2 separate regions of the Mus musculus genome follow, and region 1 is linked to region 2. A link is a contact called in public Hi-C data. All regions are on one chromosome and are shown on one strand. Each heading gives the region's core, a stretch centred on a gene start, on an enhancer-like site or on the middle of the called end of the contact. The rest is flanking DNA. Distances are from core to core; before and after follow the strand shown. Region 1 has its middle 25 kb from the start of Cbr4. Region 2 overlaps Nek1 (NIMA (never in mitosis gene a)-related expressed kinase 1).

Region 1 (6,092 bases), core at 2,265-4,764, 390 kb before region 2:
AAACAGTACACAGTTTCCTGTAAAGGTAGTGCTCCCAATGGCTTCTCTGTAAAATCAGACTCTAACAGGTCAAGAGATAAGGAGGTTCTCAGTGCTATTCTACTTGCCTAGTATGTATGAAGCCCTGGGATTAAGCCCAATGCCACACACTCAGTTTCCTCCATCATTTATGTCCACACATTGGGGATCAAGCTTCTAACAAATGAGCTTTTGGTGACAAGCAGAAACTATGTCCAAATCACAAAACAGTCCCACTTGCCATCTGAGATCCAGGAAGTAAAGACACAGTGAATTCGGTAGAAACATTGCATAAAAGGTCACTGTTTGATAGATAGAGCAGTTCTGAGCCCTGAGAGAAAAATAACTTAATCTCTTTTATTCTCCATTTTATATTCAATTTTATTATAGTAACAAATTTGGTTCTGACCCAACCAGAATTCTAAGAGAATTCTTCTCTCTACAATGTTCCAACCATGAAAGTCTGCATTACTCTGTTTTCTGTGGCTGTAACAAAACACTTAAGGCTGGGCACTTTATTTAAAAACCAAGTTTATGGAGGCTGAAGAGATGGCTCAGGGGTTAAGAGCAGTAGCTGATCCTCCAGAGGACACTGGTTCAATTCCCAGAACCCACATGGCAGCTCACAACTGTCTGTAACTCCAGTTCCAGAGGACATGCACCCTCACAAAGACATACATGCAGGCAACACATAAATGCAAATCACAATATTAAAACATCTTTTAAAAAAAGAAACCCCGAGTTTATTTAACCATTTTGGAGGTTCAAGAGCATGGCACCAACAATTGCTTCCCTCCAATTGTCATCTCCTGGCTCCATCACAGCACCATGAAATGACGGTTAACCCACATTGGCATCTTGACTGGATCTAGAGTCAGGTAGAAGACACCTCTGGGCATGCCTGGGAGGGTGCTGCCAGAGAGGTTTAACTGAGGATGGCAGACATTTCTGAATGTGGGCAACAGCAGACCATCAGCTGTGGTCCTGAAAGAGGAAAAAGCCAGATAAGCATTAGCACTTCTCTCTCTCTGCTTCCTGACTGCAGATAAAATAAGCCTAGCTGCCTCATGGCTCCAGTACTGTGCCTTCTCTGCCACGATGAGCTGTACTGACTCAAACTGTGACTCAAATTAAAGCCTTCCTTTCTTAAGATGCATTCATCATTTTCCTCCCAGCAATGGGAAATAGGAAATAATACAGTGAGTGATTTCATGGTGGGACAGAATGAAAGAGGTCACATGGTGAGACAGAAAGCCAGGACAACTCAGGGGCAAGGCTTGTTCTTTCTGTATAACAACTGCTCTTACAGGAACTAACCAGGCTTCCATAATAACTACAGTAACCCCTTCCAGGCGGCACTTGCCAGTGGCCTAATCACTTTGATGTTGGGCCTCAATCTGTGATTCTTCCACTCCAACAAGCCATGCTCAGGACTAAATGTCTGACATATAAGCCTTTGAGCAATACTCTCAAATCATAACCAAACCCTAGCAAGCCCCCAGTCAGTGTTCTGGGAAACATAGGAAAACCAGAGGACTGTGTGTTCCTGGGGGAACATCTTCCTTCCTTATATAAACAGAGCCATTTCTCAATTCTTCATGTGGCCATGATTCCTGGGGTGATGACAGCTGTCATCTTTAAGCCTCTGAATACACTGATGTCAAGACATCTTTTTCTCTGATTTCAATGGACTCCATGTCTGCAGTTGGGTTTTCTGTCATGTATGGCCATTGCTAACTGATGTGTGGCTGCTGGCAATAGGACCTGGAGAAATTTATAACAATGATTACCTGACCTTCTAAAGTGCTCTGGAGACTATAAAGAGGCCAACTATCTGTGTTCACACACTCAGCTCAGGCTGTGTGTGAACTTTGTGTGACTTCTTATAATACTTTGATGTTCATTTACCTATCTGAAAAGGTTTGGTACTCCCAAGGATGCCAAATTGTAGTATGCCTGGAATCCAGGCACTTGGGAAGTAGAGGTGAGAGGATCAAAGACACAAGGCCATCCTTGGCTATCTAGAGAGCTAGAGGCCAGTCTGAGCTACATGAGACTTTATTTAAAGGATGGTAAAAATATAAAGTGTATTTGGGGATATTGGCAGTTTCTTATAAAAGCAAACCAGTCCTTTCTGCACACCCTAGCAATCATTTATTTTGGGAAATTAATCCCAGAGAAATTAAAACCTATGTTTATACAAACACAAAATAATCTTTCCATGAATATTTATAGCACTTTCATCTGTTATAGTGAAAGCCCAGGGCCTATCCAAGTGTCTTTGTCAAAGCATGAATGGATGGTTAAGTGAACCTTGAGGTCAGACTCTGGAAGCTTTGACACAGCACCTGTTAAAATGGTGCTGACTTAAGTTTCTTTAAAAAAAAAAGTGTTATTGATTCTTTGTGAGTGAGACGTACAAGCCAACAACAACAAAAAAAAAGAATAAGAGTGAAGTTAAGTACGAATACAAAACAAATTAGGTGAACCTCTAGGCATCATGCTTACTGAAAAGCATCAGCCCCGATGATTTCATATTCATTTACAGCTAACACAGACTGGGTAACTCATAAAATAAAGAAGTTAATTCTTCAATATGCTTTCAACTGGGAAGTTGGAAATCAGTGTCTAGTGGAGGACTTCTTGTATTGTTGTGTGACAGAGAGGATGACAAGAGGACAGCAAGGGAAGCTCAGCTCAAGGCTCACTAATCTGAATGTGTAGGAGGCACAGCCTAGAGGAGGAATGGAGAAAGCAGACCCATGAGCCTATTTTCTTCAAGGGAAGGAAGTGCCTTTTTGACGCAGAAGGCTAGAGTGATGTTGTCTAACAACCTGGTGATCTTTCTACTATTGATTCTATGGAGCCAGCCTTCCTGCATCCTCTAAAATCCTGAGCACGGTTGAAGCCCTTGGTCTCTCAGTGAATATCCTTCTGAAAGAGGTCCTGTATACTTTTCATCCTCCATCAAGAGATTTCATTTTTATGCTTATTACAAGTCCTTCCTCCCTAGACCCTCACCCTGAATACTGTTCATCTGTCAATAGAACTCGTTATTGTAAGGGTCACGGGTGCCTTGCAAGGGAGTTTCAACATAGCGGTCCTAAAGCTTTGTTGTAATAATTGTCACGTGGAAACCTTTTTCCCAAGTTCACTGTGCTTAAATGAGTAAGAAAAATAAACCCTAAAGTCAGACTCTGGAAACTCTGACACAGCACCTGCTAAAGTGGTGCCAACTTGAGTTTCTTTCTCTCTTTTAAAACATGTTTTATTGATTCTTTGTGAGTTTCACACCATGCACCCCAGTCCCGCTCATCTCCAGGTCTTTAAATATCTGCCCTTTGTCCATGCAAATTCCCCCTGAAAACAAGACACAAACAAATAAACACACAAACAACAACAACAAAGCAAGCATAGAAAATATCTCATAGTGGAAGCAGTAGTATGTCACAGTGTATCCTATCCCACAATATAACCCTCTGGTTACACATCATCACTTGCAAATGATCATTGAAATGAGTCACTGGTCTGGTTCGAGATCTCTGGTTTCTGTGACACTATCAATATTGGATCTTCACAGGGACTTTTCCAGGTTATCCTGTTGTTGCCCGGTCATGGAAATCCTGTAACTTTGAAACTGGAAGACTGGTTCTTTCTCATGTCCCAGCTTTTAGAAGATAATATAGAATTTGGGGTGGATCAATTCAGAGTCCTGAATTTGAGCTCAGGTGGTAACTGAGCTGGGCAGCCCAAAGAGTCTTCCTATTCACACCACCAGGGCAAGTTCTCCAGCACTGCTCAATGTAGAGGGAGGTGCTGACACTAAAGTCTGGTTCCCTAATTGGTCCTTGATGTGGTCAATAAAGAAGGCCAGGAGTCAATTATTGGGCAGAAAGGACCGAGAAGCAAGAGGTTCCCAGAACCCAACAAGGATGACATTAGTCGAAATATCTAACAAAGGGGTGATAGAACCTGTAGAGACCATATCCAGTGGTTAGGCACGACCCCTGGTTAAGGGATGGGATCTCCCACCCATCTCAAAAATATTAACTCAAAATTGTTCCTGTCTAAAGGGAATGAAGGAACAAAGAGTGGAGCAGAGACCGAAGGAAAGGCCATCCAGAGACTGCCCTACCTGGGGATCCATCCCATATGCAGACACCAAACCCAGACCCTATTGCTGATGCCAAGAAGTGCTTGCTGACAGAAGCCTGATACAGCTGTCCCAAGAAGCTCTGCCAGAGCTTGACCAATACAGATGTGGATGCTTGCAGCCAACCATTTGATTGAACACAGGGACTCCAATGGAGGAGTTAGGGAGAGGACTGAAGGAGCTGAAAAGGTTTACAACCCCATAGGAAGAGCAACAACATCAACCAACCAGATCCCCCAGAGCTCCCAGGGACTAAATCACCTACCAAAGAGTATACGTGAAGGGACTCATGGCTCTAGCTGCCTATGTAGCAGAGGATGGCTTTGTTGGACATCAATGGGAGGGGAGGCCCTTGGCCTTGAGAAGGGCCTACAATACCCCAGTGTAGGGGGATGCTAGAGTGTTGAGGCAGGAGTGGATGCGTGGGTGGGTGGGGGAGCACCCTCATAGAAGCAGGGGGGATGGGATAGGGAGTTTGCAGAGGGAAATCCAGGAAGGGGGACACATTTGAAATAAATAAATAAATAACCAATAATAAATAAATAAAACATTGATGTGATAATTTTTTTAATTACACGCAACAGCTCCAGCTAAGCCACCCAGTGTCAACATCAGCAGGAGACAGATCAGCTCTGCTGCTCTCCTGCCCTCAGGGATGGCCCACCCACTACTACCCATGCCTCCAGAGCTAGCTCCACTGTGCTACCCAGTTGAGGTACAGGCCTCTCTCCTACTCTCACACCCTCAAGTCTGGCTCACCAGTGTCTTCAGGCTCAGGACCAGCTCCATCGTGTTGCCCAGGCAAGATGCAGGGCCTGCTTTCTCTGAGGGCTGCAGCCCTGGCAAAGGGCAGGGACAGCTCATCGGTTCTCATAACCCCAGGACCTGTTATCCCGACTGCCACAGGTAGTGAAGGGCAAGGTGGAAAGCGTTACCCACTTACCCTTGCCACCTAACACCGGATGAGTGATAGGGCCTGCTTGAACTCACTTTGACATCGGGACTGGCTCACCCAGTCCTCCTTGTCCAGGACCAGCACCACTGCGCGGCCTAGGTGAGGTTCAGGTCCTGTTCTCGAGTGCTACAGGAGGCAAGGAGAAGGACCAGCTTACTTGCTCTTATGACTGGGATCAGCTCTCCTGACTGCCTCAGGTGCCAAGGAGATCCTGCAGTTTAAAACAGCAGGACTGGTCCTTTTATATATCCCAGTCCTTAGTAGATGATGGAGATTTGGGGATGGTCCAATCACCCCTGTGTCCGTGGGTCATATTCCCACTAGAAAACATGGGGTTGTCTTCCCTGACCTCACCTCCTCGCCCAGGCACCTCACAGGAGAGAAGTGACAGGGCCAGCTCCCCTGTGCTCTCACCCATAGTACAGGCTCATCTGTATCCCCTCCACCAGGGCCAGCTCTCCTACGCTGCCATTGCCATTACCCACTCTCGTGACCTCAGGGCCAGTTCTCCTGACTGCCACAGGTGGTGAGGGGTGAGGCAGGGGTGAAGGGCATCACTCTTGCACCCATGACACCTCGTGGCAGACAAGTAGCAGGGGTCAGCCCTTCGATACCCATGCCCCTGGGGCGGGCTCACCCATGCCTCTGACACCACGGTCAGCTCCACTGGGCAGGATGCAGGGCCTACTTTTCCAAGTGTTGCCACCAGTGAGAGATGGGGCAAGCTCTCCACAATGCAGCATCCAGTGAGGGGTGGAGCCAGATATACACAGCTCCTAGACATCCATGTAGTTCCTGGTGGCTGCTCTGATCAGAGACAACCCCATGTTCTCCTGTGGTGATATGATCCACCAACATTGACCCCTGTTGCATGGTCGAAAGCAAAAATCTATGGCTTGCCTGTGCCTTATGCTGTAGGACAGCTCTGTAGGTAGCATGGTGGTAGGTAGGTGTCTGTCTGTCTGT
Region 2 (6,094 bases), core at 1,030-3,529:
ACTTACAAAGTCTTAAAATAATTGTTAAGCATTTAAACCATGCAAGAAAAGAAGGCGATAAACTTAAAAATGGCGGCGTGGCGGAGGTGCTGAGCATGCGGAAAGCATACCTCTTCCTCATTGTTCCTTGGCTTCCCTCCTCTTGAAGAGCTGGGCCTGCCTCCATACAGAGATGCCAGGTTTTGCAGGAGTCCCTGTTTGTCATTTAATGTGCTAAGTTTAAAGAATGAGTAGGGCTACATTGCCCTGCTATCTAGGCATATCCACATGCCACTTACTTCTTTTAGATATATGCTGGTCATTTCTAGATACCACACTAAAGAAGTTTTGGCACTTCCTATGGCCATGTTGGCATGTAAATTCAGTGAAGTCGGTCAACTCCAAGTATAATTACTTAAGTACAGAGAGTGCAAATGTTTTTAGTCACTAAAGAGGTCTTTAAGAGTGTTTTCCTTATTAAAATCCAAAGTACATACATATATATATATATACATACATATATATATACACACACACACACACACATATATATATACACTTTTAAAAAAAGATCCAATCCCACCACTACTGAACAATGGGGAAACAGAACCTGAAGAGAACACCTTCAGTAGATAGGCATGGCCCCCACTTGAGGGATAGGGCCACCCACCCATCTCAAAAATTTTAACCCAGAACTGTTGCTTTCTAAAGGAAATGCAGGGATAACAACTAGAGCAGACACTGAAGGAAAGGCCATCCATCCAGAGACCACCCCATCTTGGGATCCATCCCAGGTGCAGACACCAAGCCTGACACTATTGCGGATGCTGAGATGTGCTTGCAGGCAGGACCTGGCATGGCTGTCCTCTGAGAGGATCTGCTAGCTCCTACCTGGCAGACAGATGCAGATACTTATATCCAACCATTGGACTGAGCCTGGGGACCCCAGTGGAAGAGTTGGGGAAAGAAGTTAAGTAGCTGAAGGGGATTGCAACCCTAAAGGAAGAATAATAATATCAACTAATCAGAGCCCTCGGAGCTCCCAGGAACTAACCAACCAACCAAAGAGGACGCACGATGGTACATATCCCCTGCTACATACGTAACAGAGGACTGCCGTGTCTGGCTTCAGTAGGAGGGGATGCACTTGGTCTTGTTGAGGCTTGATGCCCCAGAGAAGGGGGATGCTAGATGGGTGAAGTGGGAATGGGGGGATGGTTGAGGGAGCACCCTCTTAGAGGCAAAGAGGAGGAAGATGGGGTGGGGGACTCATGGATCAGAGACCTGGAAGAGGGACATTTGAAATGTAGACAAATAAAATAATTAGTAAAAAAAAATCCAATACATGCCATACACACAATCAATCCCCCCCGCCGCTCTCATATTCACTGCTCTGGCTTCCACAAATATGCTGTATCTTAGCTCTTAGACCTAAATCAAAGTCTGCTCTTGGGTATGCCCTGTAGTGCAAATGACAAGCTTAGGTACAAACTGCCTCATCTTCAAATACATTCTTGTTATTGAATTCATTGTTAACATGGAATTGTCTTACTGGAAATTATCGACATGCTTCAGCAAAACTCTCAGATGACCCAATTTTCTACTTTCTACAACCATGTTTAACGTTTCTTCCAACGTAAAGCGTTCATGGTCCACTTTTCCATCTATTATTATCCGTGTGTGGTAAATGTAGTGATTATTTCCATTTCCTGGTGTCAATCAGTTTTCTTAACCCTCTATAAATCTGCTTTCTAATTCAATTATAATTAAATTTTTCCCCTAAGGTCACTAGTAGTATCAGAAATGATTCAAATGGAGCCTTCTGATCATTAAAAATTTTTTTCTCTAAAAATTACTTTTGATTGAATCTACTTCACATATATATGTATATATATATGTATGTATATGTATATATATTTCTCATAAATACAGGTGGTATACTACGGGGAAACTTTAAAAAATTAAAAAAAAACATTAAACATTATAAAGCTAGCATTTGAGAACCTTAATTTTAAAGAAATTATCTCCCATATATCCTTTTATATGTATGTATGAATGCATACAGCATGTTTTCATAGAAATGAACTTTTCTACAATTGTTTTTTGTCACTTACAATTATATTTCCAGTCCCTCCTCAAATTCACTAAGTGAGGCAGTTTGTGCCTGAGCACATCATTTGCACTACAGGGCATACCCAGGAGCAGAGCACATAAGGAGTGATGTGTGGGTAGGTGATGGAGCCTTGTGCTAGGGCACCTGTTTACTACACACATATACAGGAATAAATGACAGATACATGTGAGACTAGAGGGAGTATAAGTTAGGAAACTACTTTGAAGACTTAAGAGTCAAAAGAAGAAATGCCTAAGGTAAGACAGAAAGTAAAAAAAAAGACAGGAAGTAAAGGGCTCAATAATAGTTAGTGAGGAAAGAGAACTAGTAACGCTGGCATTTGGTAGATATGCATATGGTAGTACAAAGAAAGGCAAAGGCAAATTCTAGGTTTTTGACTGTAGTCATTGGTCATAATCAACATCTGGGCTAAGAATAAGATCATACTGCAAAAAGAATGGTAAAGTCAAATTCAGAAAATGGTTGAGGTAGTTTTGTTGCACTTAAGTTACTCAAATGTCAGTTTAATAAATTCTAAACTTTGTAGTTTAAGAGAAAAATGCTATATGACTGAGGGATATTTGTTGTTGTTGCTTTTGAAGACAGGGTCTTTCTGTATTGCCAAGGTTGACTTTGAGAATTTCTAGGTTTAAATGATCCTTCTACCTTGTGGTGGTTTGACTATGCTTGGCCTAGGGAGTGACACTATGAGGAGGTGTGGCTTTGTTGGAAGAAGTGTGTCACTGTGGGGGTGGGCTTTGACACCTTCTTCCTGGCTTTCTGGAAGTCAGTCTAGAAGCCTTCAGAATAAGATGTAGAACTCTTGGCTCTTCCAGCACCATGCCTAACTAGACACTGCTATGCTTTCCACCATATGATAATGGACTGAACCTCTGGACCTGTAAGCAATTAAATGTTGACCTTTATAAGAGTTGCCTTGGTTATGGGGTCTCTCCACAGCAATGAAACTCTTAACTAAGACATGTCTCAGTTTCTGTAGTAGTACCATATGAAGTTGGGGTTCCCTCTAACCTACCATATATCATTGTTTATGTGGGCCAATTTTTACAAGATACACAGTTATCCATAGAGTTACAGGAAAGTAAGACAGTTAAAAATACAGCCCAATACAAAATTTTGAGACTATGGGATTTCCCTGTAATTTGTTTTGTAAGGTAGATTGCACAGCTTTCAAGTGTTAGAAATTGTAGATGATAATGGGCCCAGATAAGTTAAATGGTTAGACACTCTCTTTCACAGTATTTTCTAGCCCACATGGCTAACACTTAACTGAGAATCCCATGTACAATGAACCTGAAGTGTTCTTGCAGTGCTCATTACATCCTATCATACAACTTCCCTGAAACCTTGGTTCTGAAAACACACGTGTACTCTGCACTGTCATGTTGTCACTTCCCCAACACCAATACTTCCTGAAACCTGCAAACTCAGGACTATAAAATGCAGTGTTATTATTGGATACACTTATCTGTTCTTATAGAAACTTAGTGTTTAATTATAGAGAACAAAGACAAGAGAAGTCCTGCCTCAACAACATACATAGCAGGTAAAAACCAACTACTCCAAGTTGTCCTCTGATCTCTGTGTACAAGCTTATTACATTCACACATACACAAATAAATAAAACTAAAGGCCAGTGTAAATATATTTACATTTTCAAATGATTTAAACACATCATGGGTATCAGTATTAATGGAAAATATTTATTAGGTACAACTTTAAATCTCTGATGTTAATATTATTTCCTGAAGAATCAAGATTATAATAAGTAGTATCACTTCCTGTACTCTAGTATACATAAATTCAACTCAGCAGTTCTGAGAGGTGAAAATTGTCACACCATTAAAACATATGAATGAATGATGCTATGAATGTGCATTAGTGACTACTGTACAAGTCGTCTCCTGGGAGCCCTCCATCCCTAACTCCATCTCTGTACAGTCACATCCAGGTTTCTACTGTTATCTGTCAGAAGTCCAATGTTCTAAACACCTGACAATATAATGTGACTATTTCAGATCCACGATAGGACTGGAGATACAGCATGAAGGCAGAGTGCTCGTCCTGCATGTTCAAAATCCTGGATTTAATCTCAAACCCTGCCCTCAAACAAAACCAACCAACCAACCATCCAACCAAAATCCAACGTCCACTCTCAAAACACAGAACACTGACAAATGAAACTGAAGATCTTGACAAAGATTAAAGTTTTTTAAAATGAAATAATGGTAATAATATTGGAAAACCACCTGAATTTAATGCAAAACCATCTATGAATAAAACAAATAATGTATTATAATGCCGATACTTCACAATTGAGATATCAAAATAATAAAGTGGCTTGAGCCTAAAAGCCCACCCACATCCAGAGAAAACCTAATTATATTGCTGAAAACTAAGAGCTAAAAGTAAACTAAAAGCATCCAGAGAAATATTAACTACAGAAGAAAATCTTCAAAAGGAGAATAAGTATCATTAAAAACTACAAAGAATAAAAATTAGTTGAATCACAATTTCTCAAATAAATAAACTCTCAGCCCAATATAGATACTGGATTTATAAATGAGACCATTCAATAAAGACAAACTTAAGATATCTTAGTACAAAGTAAGATGGAGAGAATTTACAGTTAGAAGAACTGTTCTGAAGAGATGGCTGGTTACAGTGGTCCACACCTGTGATTCAAGCCACCTGGGAAGCCAGGAGAGAAGGGTCTTGCTCAGAACTAGGTTCCCTGCCTAAAGAACATGGGACTGTTTCATTAAAATATTACCAATTAATAAAACACGGCTAAAGGAATTGGTTCTCTCTGGCTCTGTGTTTGTGTCTGACAGACTTTTAGTCTACTTAATTTTGCTAAGTGATGCTTTTTATTTACAAATTCTTTATAATAAATTTTAAAAAAAATTTCTTCAAGGTTGAGAGTAAATAAACAGGAATTTTAGACAGAAAAGATATAAGAAGCTTAGAAAATTGGATGGAAGGGAACAATCATTATGGAAAATGTTCCTTTTCTCTTAGTTCTTAAATATATAAGGCAATAGGAAGGAATAATCAAGGGCTGAAAGTATGGCTCAGTGAAAGAGTGTTTGTCCAGCACGTGCAAACTCCTGGGTTCAATAACCTAGCAACATACACACACACACACACACACACACACACACACACACACACACACACACACACACACACACACACAGCATGTCCTGGTTGCAAGGACAGAGTAAAGGAACCACTATAGTGGCAACATTTTTCCATTCCCATCTGTTCTAATTTCATTGGTTGCTATAATAAAAGGTCCCAATGAAAAGGAAACTTATTCTAGCTTATAATTCCAGGTTATATAGCTCATGACTGCATAAAAGTCACAGTGGCAAGAGCTTGAAGCAGCAAGTCACATCATAGCCACAGTCAAGAGCAGAAAGAGACAGAAATACACTCATGTTCATTTGCTTGCTGCTTAGCTCAATTCCTAGGCTCATAGAGATCAAGACTTCCTACCTAGGGGATAATGTTGTCCACAGTGGGCTGGGTCTTCCCACATCAATTAACTTACCACAGTCCCATAAAGACATGCCCACAGGCCAACCCAATGTGGACAATATCTCATTGAGACTCTTCAGAGGTAACTAAGCTGTGTCACGTTAAGTAAAGTTAGCCATCACACTACTGAATTAACATAATTTATAAGCATATTGTGAAAAATAATAGTCTATATACATTGTGAGCCCTTGAGGTAATCACTTCTGAAAAGCTACATGAATACAGATACAATCACAATGATAGGGTTGATTAAAATAGAATATTAAAAATTACTCAGACGTAGCAAGAGTAAAAACAGAACAAAAATAGATAAAGCAAATATAAAATGATAAAACATAACTGATCCAGACATATCAAAATTATACTGTTAATAATAACGTTAAAAGTGGTCATTTGGTAAGATTTTCAAAAAAGAAAAACAAATGAACAAGTATATAT

The links. Hi-C and Micro-C count contacts between places; a contact is called where the count stands out from the background.
Region 1: a contact with region 2 is called in a Hi-C map of Th17 cells, with 2.7 times the contacts expected there. The contact joins two enhancer-like sites. A contact is called at or near these places in 1 of 15 datasets of contacts at CTCF or cohesin (the NIH/3T3 cell line), 5 of 484 Hi-C or Micro-C datasets (Th17 cells, embryonic stem cells, long-term hematopoietic stem cells and 1 more) and 1 of 115 datasets of contacts at active chromatin or transcription factors (bone marrow-derived macrophages).

What each region holds. Positions count from the first base shown.
Region 1 is chr8:61,459,508-61,465,599 of GRCm38.p6, reverse strand. It overlaps a transcript of Sh3rf1 not described here. Among named protein-coding and RNA genes, the nearest start is that of Cbr4, 25 kb to the left of the region's middle. Within about 2 kb of position 3,514, at least 2 of the 459 cell types and tissues checked have an H3K27ac peak or open chromatin away from gene starts, as enhancers often do. A contact at or near this core is called in Th17 cells, where this site is marked.
Region 2 is chr8:61,065,851-61,071,944 of GRCm38.p6, reverse strand. All of the region lies in intron 17 of Nek1 (NIMA (never in mitosis gene a)-related expressed kinase 1), which reads right to left. Among named protein-coding and RNA genes, the nearest start is that of Nek1, 76 kb to the right of the region's middle. Within about 2 kb of position 2,279, at least 1 of the 459 cell types and tissues checked has an H3K27ac peak or open chromatin away from gene starts, as enhancers often do. A contact at or near this core is called in Th17 cells, where this site is marked.